2 separate regions of the Mus musculus genome follow, and region 1 is linked to region 2. The links are chromatin contacts, called in public promoter capture Hi-C maps. All regions are on one chromosome and are shown on one strand. Each heading gives the region's core, a stretch centred on a gene start, on an enhancer-like site or on the middle of the called end of the contact. The rest is flanking DNA. Distances are from core to core; before and after follow the strand shown. Region 1 holds the start of Lonp2 (lon peptidase 2, peroxisomal). Region 2 overlaps Gm51583 (a long non-coding RNA gene).

Region 1 (5,694 bases), core at 1,181-3,680, 1.1 Mb after region 2:
ATTTTTGTCTACTTTTATAGCATGTAAGCACTCTGAAACAAACCCTGAGCCTTATCTATACTGTTGACTGATGGATCCTTGCACCCTACTCAGGTATAAAGTATACCTTTTTACTCAGTATAAAGTAAGTGTCTAACATATATTATGTTATATATCTAGTAACACATATTAGATAAATGAAATACGTTCATGCAAATCCGGTTTTTAAAAGGGCCAAGAAAACCACACAATTACTGAAGACATCACATGTGCATTCCCGATGTTCTCTTGAATGGGCTGATGCACACCATCATAGAAACATGTGGACAAGCAAGCAACTTAAATGTGGGCCCCTTAACCAAAGCAACGTATAGAATAGGGAGTTTATTTAGGTTTTAGTTTCCAGAACGTTTGAGCCCATGATGGTAGATCAAAGCCTAGTGGCAGAAAAGGAAGCTGAGAGCTCACATCCTGAACCAGAAATACAGGCAAAGAGACTGACCTGGGGATGTCTCTGATCTTTAAAGTCTCAGAGACTGTTTCCAGTGACACACTTCCTCCAAGGCCCCCCTAAACAGTGCCATCCACTGGGGGACTAAGTATTTAAACAGCTGAGACTAAGGGGGACATTTTTTTTTCATTCAAACCACTACACTGTACCACACCCTACCTTTACAGTGCAATATGAATTTGTATTTGTCAAACTAAGTCTAAGGTAGACACGATGGAACATATCTCTAACGTCAGCACTCCTGGCTGAGATAGGAAGATTTCAAGTTGGAAATCAATCTTGCATAGCAAGCCCTAGAGTGGGACAATTAGTAGAGTCATTGTATCTAGGGTAAACATCAGAATGAAGTAATTATTTTCTGGAATTACTTAGACCTTACCAAAAAAAAAAATCACTGTAGAAAACAGTGAGTTTAGTCACAAGAAGGCCCTGACAAACATGAAACAGCTTGCATAGTCGGGTACAGCAAACAGTAGACAGTAAGAATTGAAGTTGCAAGGTTTTGGTGCTCCTTCAAGAAACACACAGATTAGACCTGGGTTTTGGTATGAAGTTCCTGTTTTACTCTAAAAACAACTTTTGTGTGACAATTACATGGTTCTGCACAGCTGTTTGGGGTTCAGTCTACAAGAGGCTAGACCTCTTGGCTGCCTGCAAGGCCATATATCATCCTGGAATGACTCTTTTTCTTTGGCCATATGTGTGACTCAGTTAAGACCCTGTCCTAGGAGACCAAGAAAATAATAAAATCAAAAAATTAATTTATTAAACAAAAATAAGTCCAGACATTAGTATGCACACAAAACACTTGTTGCTTTTAGGATATGTATGCATGATAAAAATAAATAAAGTTTTTTTAAAAAATATGCCCCAAGGTTTTTAAGATGGTCATAGTTTCCTCATAAAATACCTACCATGTTCAGAGCCCTTGGTCCAATCCCAAGTACCATTTTTAAAAAGACACCAGGAATCTCAGAGTATAAGTCCTCTACTCTCCAGATAAGACTCTTAATAAAAAGGTAAGTTATTGTATATATTTTTTCTTTATATTACTCCCAAAGTCTATCTCAAGATATCTACACAATGCATACTTGATGAGTGTGTCACAACCAAGATCATCACCTACCAGTTCACCCTCCCTCTAGACCTCAGTGACTCAGACCACAACCTAGAATCTATCATCCAAATTGTGACCTTCTACAAATAATTGAATGCCCCTTTTTTAAAAGTATCTGTTTAAAATACTAATAAAATAAAGCAAAGATGGAAGCAATATCACAGACTTAAGAGATCCAGGAGATAAACAAAGTGAAAAATTAAGGACGATAGTAAAACCCACCAGCTTGGGAGAAGGTCTATGGATTAGGTAATGGTAATACTAATTTCCTGGGTTATGTGAACCATGGTTATGCAACATAATAGGGAAAACCGAGTGAGAGGTATAGGATACTTGTTAAAATATAAAATCTATTCAATAAAAAGGTTTAAAAATGTCTAGTGCACACCGTCCTTCTCAACATTCCTTCCGAATTTAAATGCAGGCACTGTTCATGCTGTCTGTGCACCAGGTTTGCTTGTCGTCTGGCATCACTGGTTCAGAGAGAAGGGCTGAGCGAAGCGACAGAAATTGGGTATCTCTGGGCTAGCGGGGAGCGGAGGTGTTTAATGTAGGGACCAGCCTGGGGATGCAGCCAGAAATTGAGGGGTTTGGGTCTAGGGGCGGAGCCAGAAGCCGCTACGCTTTAGCTTTGGGGGGGGGGGGGGGGGGAGAGTGACAGACCGGAAGGCTTAGCCGCTGCGGCCTCCGGAAGGGTTGTGGGCGGGCCCGGAAACAGCAGCACATGGCCCGGGGGCGAGTCCGAAGCGTCCGGGCAGAAGTCTGGGAGCCTGGAGAAGGGGCGGGGCCGGAAGCGGCGGCAGGCCTGGGGACCGGAGCCTGGGGAAGGGGCGGTGCCGGAAGCGGCGGCACTCAGGCCTGGGGGCGGGCCGTCGAGTGACGGCTGCGGTGCGTTCGGCGAAGGAAGTGTAGAGTTCGTACTTGGGAGTCCTCCTGACACCTCTGGTGTTGACGACCAGTGGCCATGTCCTCCGTGAGCCCCATCCAGATCCCCAGCCGCCTTCCGCTGCTGTTGACCCACGAGAGTGTGTTGCTGCCTGGCTCCACTATGCGCACAAGTGTGGACACGGCCCGCAACTTGCAGCTGGTGCGGAGCCGCTTGCTCAAGGGCACGTCGTTGCAGAGCACCATTCTAGGAGTCATCCCCAACACACCCGACCCGGCCAGCGACACGCAGGACCTGCCACCATTGCACAGGTAGGCCCGCCGGGCACTCGGAGGGAGGCCCTCCGGGACTCGCGCCCCGGCGGCCTGTGAGCGGAGTTGTGGCTCAAGTCTCCCCAGCGTGAAAAGTGGGAGGGACGCTTTTCGCCAGTGACCGTTAGTGAGCCGGATCAGTCACGGAGCAATGCCTGACACGGGTGGAAACTCTGTGCAGTTCATTTGCTGCCTGTTGCTGGTGCTTATCTGATGTGAATTCGTGTCCTACATAGCCTTCTTCACCGCCCAGCGCCCGGGCCCCTCCCCCATACCACCTTTCACCCTGTCCCCTTTCTTTCAGTCAACCTCCGGTCATGTTCTCCAGCTGAAACATTATAAATCTAGATCTATCTATCTATCTATCTATCTCTCTCTCTCTCTCTCTCTCTCTCTCTCTCTCTCTCTCTCTTTCTTTCTTTCTTTTTCCTGCTCATGCCTAAACTACGCAGTTAACTTTTGGGTGCTTTGTTTTACATGTTGTTACCTATTTTCTCTATTCCCCGACGGCCTCCCCTTCATGAAGGGCCATTCCTGTTAGCATTTTCCTTGGGGTCTCCCACTACAGTCTTCCCAGCCTCTAGGCTCACCTTTGCTCCTTCCTGGCATTTTTATCTTAGGCCCGGGGGATGTCACTGGATAGCCCTGTGTCCCGGCTCTGGTTCGTTGACTTGGGTGGTAGATTTCACCTGCGTCTGACTCTTCCCCTGTGATTTCCCATGTCTCTTAGGTGTGTCTTGAAGGTCCATCTGTGCAGACTGGTTTGCCCCATGCTTCCCTGGACTGCACAGTGATTGTGCGTATAGAGCACTTGAAGTGTGCATGCTCTAATATGAGTTTTAACACTAGAGTGCATGTGTGCCCAGAAAGGCTGTCAATTCTAGGCAGCTCAAGGCAGTTGGTCACCCTAAATGTGTCATAAATGTACAGTGCACACTATAGTTTGAGAAAACGTGAATTTCCTTTTTCTTTTTCGAGACAGGGTTTCTCTGTGTGGCCCTGGCTGTCCTGGAACTCACTCTGTAGACCAGGCTGGCCTTGAACTCAGAAATCCGCCTGCCTCTGCCTCCCAAGTGCTGGGATTAAAGGCGTGTGCCACTGCCCTGCTTAATTAATGTTACATAGAATAAATGTTACAATGTTAATATTCTGACCACTTCACCTAAAATCACCTGTGGATACTAAAATCACGAGTATGGCTTGTATTTTTATTGGACAGTACTAGTCTATAGTGTGTCTTAGCAGATGTTATCTTTAAGCTCTTTTCTCAAGTTCTTGCTCAATGTATTGATACTGAAGAGCAGGTTGGAGAGCCTCCTTCCCCTCCTTATTTTCAAATGAAGGGTTCCTGGCTCTGAATGGATTTCATAAGTGTGACTGACTACATTAGACAACTTGGAGCTTTTCTTCATGTTTCCAAAGGAGGCCTGTAGCTCTTTAAAAACAAAATAAACAGTAAAGCATGAAACAAACGCACAACTCAATAATGGTTTACATTGTATCATCATGGAAAAAAAAAACTGACACCCATTTGAACTATTCTTGGCTGTTGCCTAAATAAGATTGGACACTATAAAGTTTCAGTATTTTATTGTAGCAAATTATATTTAGTACTAGTCTCCTAGCATATTACCTCATTCCTTAAACCTCTGTTTATTTCTCCCATATTATTTTACAACCACTTAGTTGAGACAGAAATTCTCGTGATTAAATTTTTTGTTTGTTTTATTTCTTGGGGGGCATTAGAGATTGAACCTATGGTAGGTACTCTACCATTAAGCTATAGCCTCAGCTCTTATTTGTATTTTTTTATTTTGATACTGAGTCTCAGTAAGTACTCTGTGCTGGCTCTGAACTCTTCTGTAGCTCACTCAAGTACTGCACCAGTGATCCTCTTGCTTAGCCCTCCAAGAAGTCAGTGTTACACACCTGTGCTACCAGGTCTACCTTGGTTTGTTTCTAATGTATGCTGGATAGTTTTATGTCACCTTGACACCATGTACAGTCATCTGAGGAGGGAAACTCAATTGAGAATATGTTTTTATAAAATCAGGCAGTAGGCAAGCTTGAATTTATTCTTCCCTGCTAATTCTTGAACTGGTAGAGTAAACAAACCTGATCAGACATTTAGACGTTGTGCCAGCTAGTTTTATGTCAACTTGACACAGCTGGAGTCATCTGAAAGGTGGGAACCTCAATTGAGAATATGTCTTCATAAGATACTTTATAAAATGTAGGGCATTTTATTTAGTGATTGATAGGGAATGGCCCAGTCCATTGTGGGTGGTGCCACCCCTCGTCTAGTGGTCGTGGGTTGTATAACAAAGCATACCATGGGGTGACCACTCAAAACAGAAGCAGCAGTGGAGTGGAGCCAACAGGAACATTAAAAACAACAACAACAACAACAACAACAAAAACTGTCTGTGTGCTTCAGAGGGTGGTGCTGGAGAAGTGGCCCTAGCTCCTTAGAGGAGCCTGGAAGAGCATGAGGGAATCCCAGATAACTGGACATTGTGCTACTTAGACCTTTGGAATTTGCTTTTGCTATGTTCAATTACAACTGTGCCCTGGTTCTTCCCTCATGAGGTAAGAAAGTACTTAACTTATATTTAGTTTTATAGGAGCCCACACTTAACAGATTGAAATGTAAAAAGAGATTTTAGGTTTAAAAAAAAACTTAAACTGAATTTTAACGTGTTTGACTTGTAAAAATGATGGATTTTTAAAGTTTGTAAAATGTTTTCTATTGTGATGTTGAGGTTAATATGTGATCTTGGGGATGTACAAGAAAGGAAAAGTAAAGTGACATGTTTGTGTGTTAGGTTGGCAAGGGGTCAGTTGTCCTGTTATGTCCGGCTATGCCAACCTGATACAAGCTAGAGTTATC
Region 2 (5,409 bases), core at 2,444-4,943:
TTCTCTATCAGTTTCTGCTTTTCAGGTTTTAGTTCCCCCGCCCCCTCTGGTGATAAATAGGGTTCAGATTTTATTCTTCTGTAGGTTTTGCAACACTGTTTATTGAGTAGGTGGTCTTTTTTCCAGTCCATATTTTTGGCATCTTTGCTAAAAAGTAGATGTGCATAGCTGTGTGAGTTTATTTCAGGGTCCTCTATTCTGTTCCAGTGGCCTGCCTGTTGATTTTTGTAGCAATACAATATTGTCTTATATATTAAAAACCAGCCTCCTTGGTCTACATAGCAAGTTTCAGGCTGCCAGGAAGACCCCCTCCCCCAATAATAAAAATGTCAAGATACAGCAAATTAAATGCTCTTTGAAGTCCATTACATACTCAAATATCTGACAACCTTAAAAGAACCTCATTGTTCTAGTTAGAGATATCCAATGATTTGGGTTAGCTCTTCTTATCCAAATTAAAATATGTTTCACTTATCTGCTATCTTTACTTTTTTGGGTCACAATGCATTCTTATAATTTTAGATACAATACTCATATCTGTTAGAGGTAAATGTTCTAACAGATACATAGGACAAAAGAAAAACTCAAACACAGACCATGATAACTAGTAGATTTAATATCCACAGATTTCTTAATGGCTTTTCCAGCCACTTCCCTCTACTTAAGACCAATTCCTGCTTCTTCAGCCTCCTCTGCAGCATATCCGAGGAGTAAGCCTTTCAAGTACCAAGGGACATAGACAATATGTTCTAAATACACTAAGTGATGTTTGACCAACAGAGAAGATGTAAACTAGAGTTCCCAGAAGCAAACTCACACTTTGGTTATTAGAATTTCAGCAACTTACTTCAGTAATTGTAGAAAATTAATATACTCTAGGCCCAGGATTGTACTGGATAGATTTCATCAACTTGATACAAGCTTGAGTCATCTAGGAAGAGGGAAAGTCAGTTGAGGACATCAGATTGACCTGTAGGCAAGTCTGTGGGCATGTTCTTGATTAATGATTGATGTGGAAGTGCCTAGGCCACTGTAGGCAGTCCCATACTTGGGCAAAGGTTCTGAGGTATATAAAAAAGCAAACTAGGGCTGGTGAGACGGCTCAGCGGGTAAGAGCACTGACTGCTCTTCCAAAGGTCCTGAGTTCAAATGGCTCACAACCACCTGAAATGAGATCTGATGCACTCTTCTGGTGTGTCTGAACATAGACACACACATAGCTACAATGTACTTATTTACAATAATAAATAAATCTTTGGGCTGGAGTGAGCAGGGACTGAGTGAGCGGGATTGACCAGAGCAATGGGGCCGACTGGAGCAAGTGGGATCGACCGGAGCAAGCAGAGGTTCTAAATTCAATACCCAACAACCACATGAATGCTCACAATCATCTGTACAGCTACAGTGTACTCATACACATTGTCTTAGTCAGGGTTTCTATTCCTGCATAAACATCATGACCAAGAAGCAAGTTGGGGAGGAAAGGGTTTATTTGGCTTACACTTCCATACTGCTGTTCATCACCAAGGAAGTCAGGACTGGAACTCAAGCAGGTCAGGAAGCAGGAGCTGATGCAGAGGCCATGGAGGGATGTTCTTTACTGGCTTGCTTCCCCTGGCTTGCTCAGCCTGCTTTCTTATAGAACCAAGACTACCAGCCCAGAGATGGTCCCACCCACAAGGGGCCTTTCCCCCTTGATCACTAATTGAAAAAATGCCTTACAGTTGTATTTCATGGAGGCACTTCCTCAACTGAAGCTCCTTTCTCTGTGATAACTCCAGCTGTGTCAAGTTGACACAAAACTAGCCAGTACACACATAAAATAAATAAATTTTTTAAAAAAATAAAAGAGCAAACTGAGTAAGCCACAGGGAGCAAGCCTATAAATAATACAATTCCATGGTTTCTGCTTCAGTTCCTGCTTCCAGATTCCTTCCTTGAACTGCTGCTCTGACTTTCTTTCGTGATGGACTACCACTGTAAGCTAAATAAACCTTTTTCCCCCAAGTTGCTTTTGGTAATAGTATTTATCACAACAATAAAAACATAACTAAAACAAAAGACAATGTATTATTTTTATAATTAAAAAAATTATATGTAGGTGTATTTTGCCTGCTTGTATGTCTGTGAATCACCATGTGTGTGCCTGCAGAAGCCAGAAGTGAGCATTCAGTTCCCCTAAAACTGGAGTTACATGTGGTTGTGACCCACCATGTGGGTGCTGGAAATCCAGCCCAGGTCCTCTGGAAGAGCAGCCAGTGTTGTTTTTTTTTTTTTTAAGATTTATTTATTTTATTTATATGAGTACACTGTAGCTATTTTCAGAGGACATTGGGAAGCAGGACAAAGAAATCCAGTGATCCCCTCAAGTCCATCTTCAGGGTCTTGAAGTGAGATTAAAAACTAAACAGAGGGCCAACACAAACAGGAGGATTTCCTGAAAGACACAGAGGTGGGAGGCTCACAAGATTGAGGCCAAACCTTGGGCTACACTTTTGCAGGGTGTATGTACTTTAATCCCAGCACTCAGGAGGCAGAGGCAGGAGGATCTCTGAGTTCAAGGCCAGCCTGGTCTACAGAATGAGTTCCAGGACAGCCAGGGCTACACAGAGAAACCCTGTCTTGAAATATGAGCACTTAAGCCACCAGGGTCAAGGTGTAGTCTTTCTCACCATTGACCCATCACTGTCTGGGCTTCTGTGTTATCCTATAAGGAGGTTTGACAAGGTAGAAGAACTGTGTAAAATCTTTTTTGGGTGGAGACAAGTTCCTCTCTGAACCCAGGCTTCATTCTTTTCTTTTTTTCACCGTGAGATTTCTGGGGGGACTTCCAGTTTCTTGGGGGTCTGTTGTTTCAGTAGTCTAGTAGTCATATTGATGGCACCAGTGTCTCTAGGATATATTCATTTTGGTTACTCCAGTTATGCTGAAACAATGGATTCCTTCAAAGTTACAGTTTCTGCCAGGAACCTTGCCTGCTGGGAAAGGATTCCACTCAGTTTTGACAGGCTTATTATAAGTAAGCATATGCCTAATTCCTGGTTTTTGTCTCTTTTCCCTTTTTAATTTTTTCTTAAATTTAGATTTTTGCGTGTGGGTATTTTTCCTGTATATACATCTAAGTACCACATGCTTCCTAGTGCCTGAGGAGGCCAGGAGAAAGTGTGGGATACTCGGGTACTACGGTAGTTATAGAAGGTGGTGAACTGCTGTATGAGGGTTGAGAATCAACCCCAGGTCCTTTAGAGAGCAGCCAGTGCTCTTAAAAGCTGAGTTGTCTCTCCAGCCCCCATTCTATTTTTTTCTATACAATTGTTATAAGAGAGAAGAGGGATTCCAGGAAGCTTGCCCTAGTTTGGTGGAAACATGAATAACAATGTTTCTATACCAATTTTTGGTTTTTATGACTTTAGAAATACAGGGAAACTATGTGATAGCTCATACATGGAATCCCACATACAAGTGGCTGAAGCAGGGGGATTGCTACAAGTTCAAGAGTAGCCTGAACCACAGAGTAAGTCTTAACCTAGAGAGAGAGAGAGAGAGAGAGAGAGAGAGAGAGAGAGAGAGAGAGAGAGAGAGAATGAACTGGAAAAATACACCTTTCAGGTTAAGAGTTCTGATCACAGTAAGACAGTTCCTGTTTGTCCTGTGTTAAGTTCTTGCAAGTTAAGCTTTCTATTTGTGATTAAGAAGTTCCCGTTTCTAGAACTTCGTGCAACCTGTTCGTTCGCATGATGCAATCTTTGCCTTTGTTTCTTCTCTTTCCATTGTATCTTTCTAACAGTGTGTAACTGTCAACTCTCTTCTCCTCTCCTTCTCTCTCTCTCTCTCTCTCTCTCTCTCTCTCTCTCTCTCTCTCTCTCTCTCTCCCCCCCCCTGCCCCTATGAACACCTTCTCTTTCCTATAAAAAGGACTTCAAGAAACCAGCAGGGGTGCTCTCTCAAATTCCAACTTAGGATGAGGTAGCAGGCTGGCCAGTCCTGGGTGCACCCCAAAATACAGTTTGCTTTAATTGAACAATCATGAACTTGGTCTTTTCTCACCACAGTTCTCAGGTTTAACAAAAAGTAGGAAGGAAGGAAAGGAAGGAGGGAAAGAAGGGAAAGAAGGAAGGAAGGAAGGGGAGAGGGGTGGGGTGGGGCGAGGCGAGAAGAGCAAGGAGGGAGGGAGGGAGGGAGGGAGGAAGGGAGGGAGGGAGGGAGGGAGGGAGGGAGGGAGGAAAAGAACAGAGAAACTGAGGTGGTGGGTTTAACCATCCTAAGTGACCTGTAATGGTTTTCGTGAAGTCAGCTGTTCTGTATGGTCTCGTGAGAACCTGGAGGTCAGGTCTGCTGTGGTATATAAAATATGTACCTCAGTACCTTAGCCTGGTCTACAGAGTAAGTTCAAGGATAGCCAGGACTACACAGAGAAACCCTGTCTTGGAAACAAACAAACAAATAAACAAACAAAATGACCAAGAATATGAACATTTAAGCCATCGGGGTCAAGGTGTAGTCCTACCCACCATTGACCCATCACTGACTGGGTCCTTGTCTTATCCTGTAAGGTTGTCTGACATGGTGCCCTCACAAAGCCCAGCCCCTTTCTATTAAGTCTAATTGTTGTTTTATTTGTTTGTTTGTTTCTTAACCTTATGTATTATATATAAACCCATGTATGAAAAAAAATATGATAAGAAGATTGTAGTACCGTGGAAAAATTGGAATGTTGCAGATCCAGAGGCTAATAACTTTAATTTGGGCTAGTTCTAGCTTTCCAGAACAGCTAGCCATTTCTGTCCCTGCTCCCGTGTCAGAACTAGTGTCTTGCGACAATAGATTAAAACCTTTTGGAACAAAGGTATTAGGTATGACCTTCTTGGAATAGGTGTGATTTTCTTGGAGGAAGAGGTCTCTTATGCTCAAGCTACATCCAGTGTGGTATACAGTCTTCTACTGCTGTCTGTGGAACAAGATGTAGAACTCTCAGCTCCTCCAGCACCATGTCTGCCTTCACACAACTGTATTTCCTGCCATGGTGATAATGGACCTCTATAGGGGAACTTTCTCAGACCTGCCAGAGATATAAATAATGACACAGAGGTTTATTAATATTTTAAAGCTTAGGCCTTTACCTTGCACTACCTCCCAGATACTCTAACCTGACCAATCTTGCCGTTCTCAGCTCTGGTTCATCCATCCACCTCCTTGTCAGCTGGTGGTTAGCCCTCTGATTCTTCTCCCAGAGTTCCTCTCTCAGCCCAGAAAATCTGCCTTCCACTTCCTGCCTAGCTATTGGCTATCAGATCTTTATTATAGCCAATCAGATACAATTCTAGAATGCCTTAGGCAGGTAAGGAAGAATGAATATTTATAAAATATGAGACCAGACCCAATTAAATGTTTTCCTTTGTAAGAGTTGCC

What was found. Promoter capture Hi-C pulls out the DNA fragments that hold promoters and counts their contacts.
Region 1: a promoter capture Hi-C map of neutrophils shows a contact between it and region 2, with 6 times the contacts expected there. The contact joins the promoter of Lonp2 here to the enhancer-like site in region 2. A contact is called at or near these places in 11 of 39 promoter capture datasets (the 3T3-L1 cell line, the HPC-7 cell line, cranial neural crest and 8 more), 1 of 484 Hi-C or Micro-C datasets (bone marrow-derived macrophages) and 4 of 115 datasets of contacts at active chromatin or transcription factors (T-cell acute lymphoblastic leukemia, cardiomyocytes, large pre-B cells and 1 more).

Annotation. Positions count from the first base shown.
Region 1 is chr8:86,621,613-86,627,306 of GRCm38.p6, forward strand. It overlaps Lonp2 (lon peptidase 2, peroxisomal), which reads left to right and starts at 2,431. Exons shown (of 15, transcript NM_025827.3): 1 at 2,431-2,804. The coding sequence starts at 2,572.
Region 2 is chr8:85,566,973-85,572,381 of GRCm38.p6, forward strand. Gm51583 (a long non-coding RNA gene) reads right to left here. Exons shown (of 3, transcript XR_003947574.1): 3 at 4,997-5,059. Among named protein-coding and RNA genes, the nearest start is that of Gm51583, 5.4 kb to the right of the region's middle. Within about 2 kb of position 3,694, at least 22 of the 459 cell types and tissues checked have an H3K27ac peak or open chromatin away from gene starts, as enhancers often do. A contact at or near this core is called in neutrophils, where this site is marked.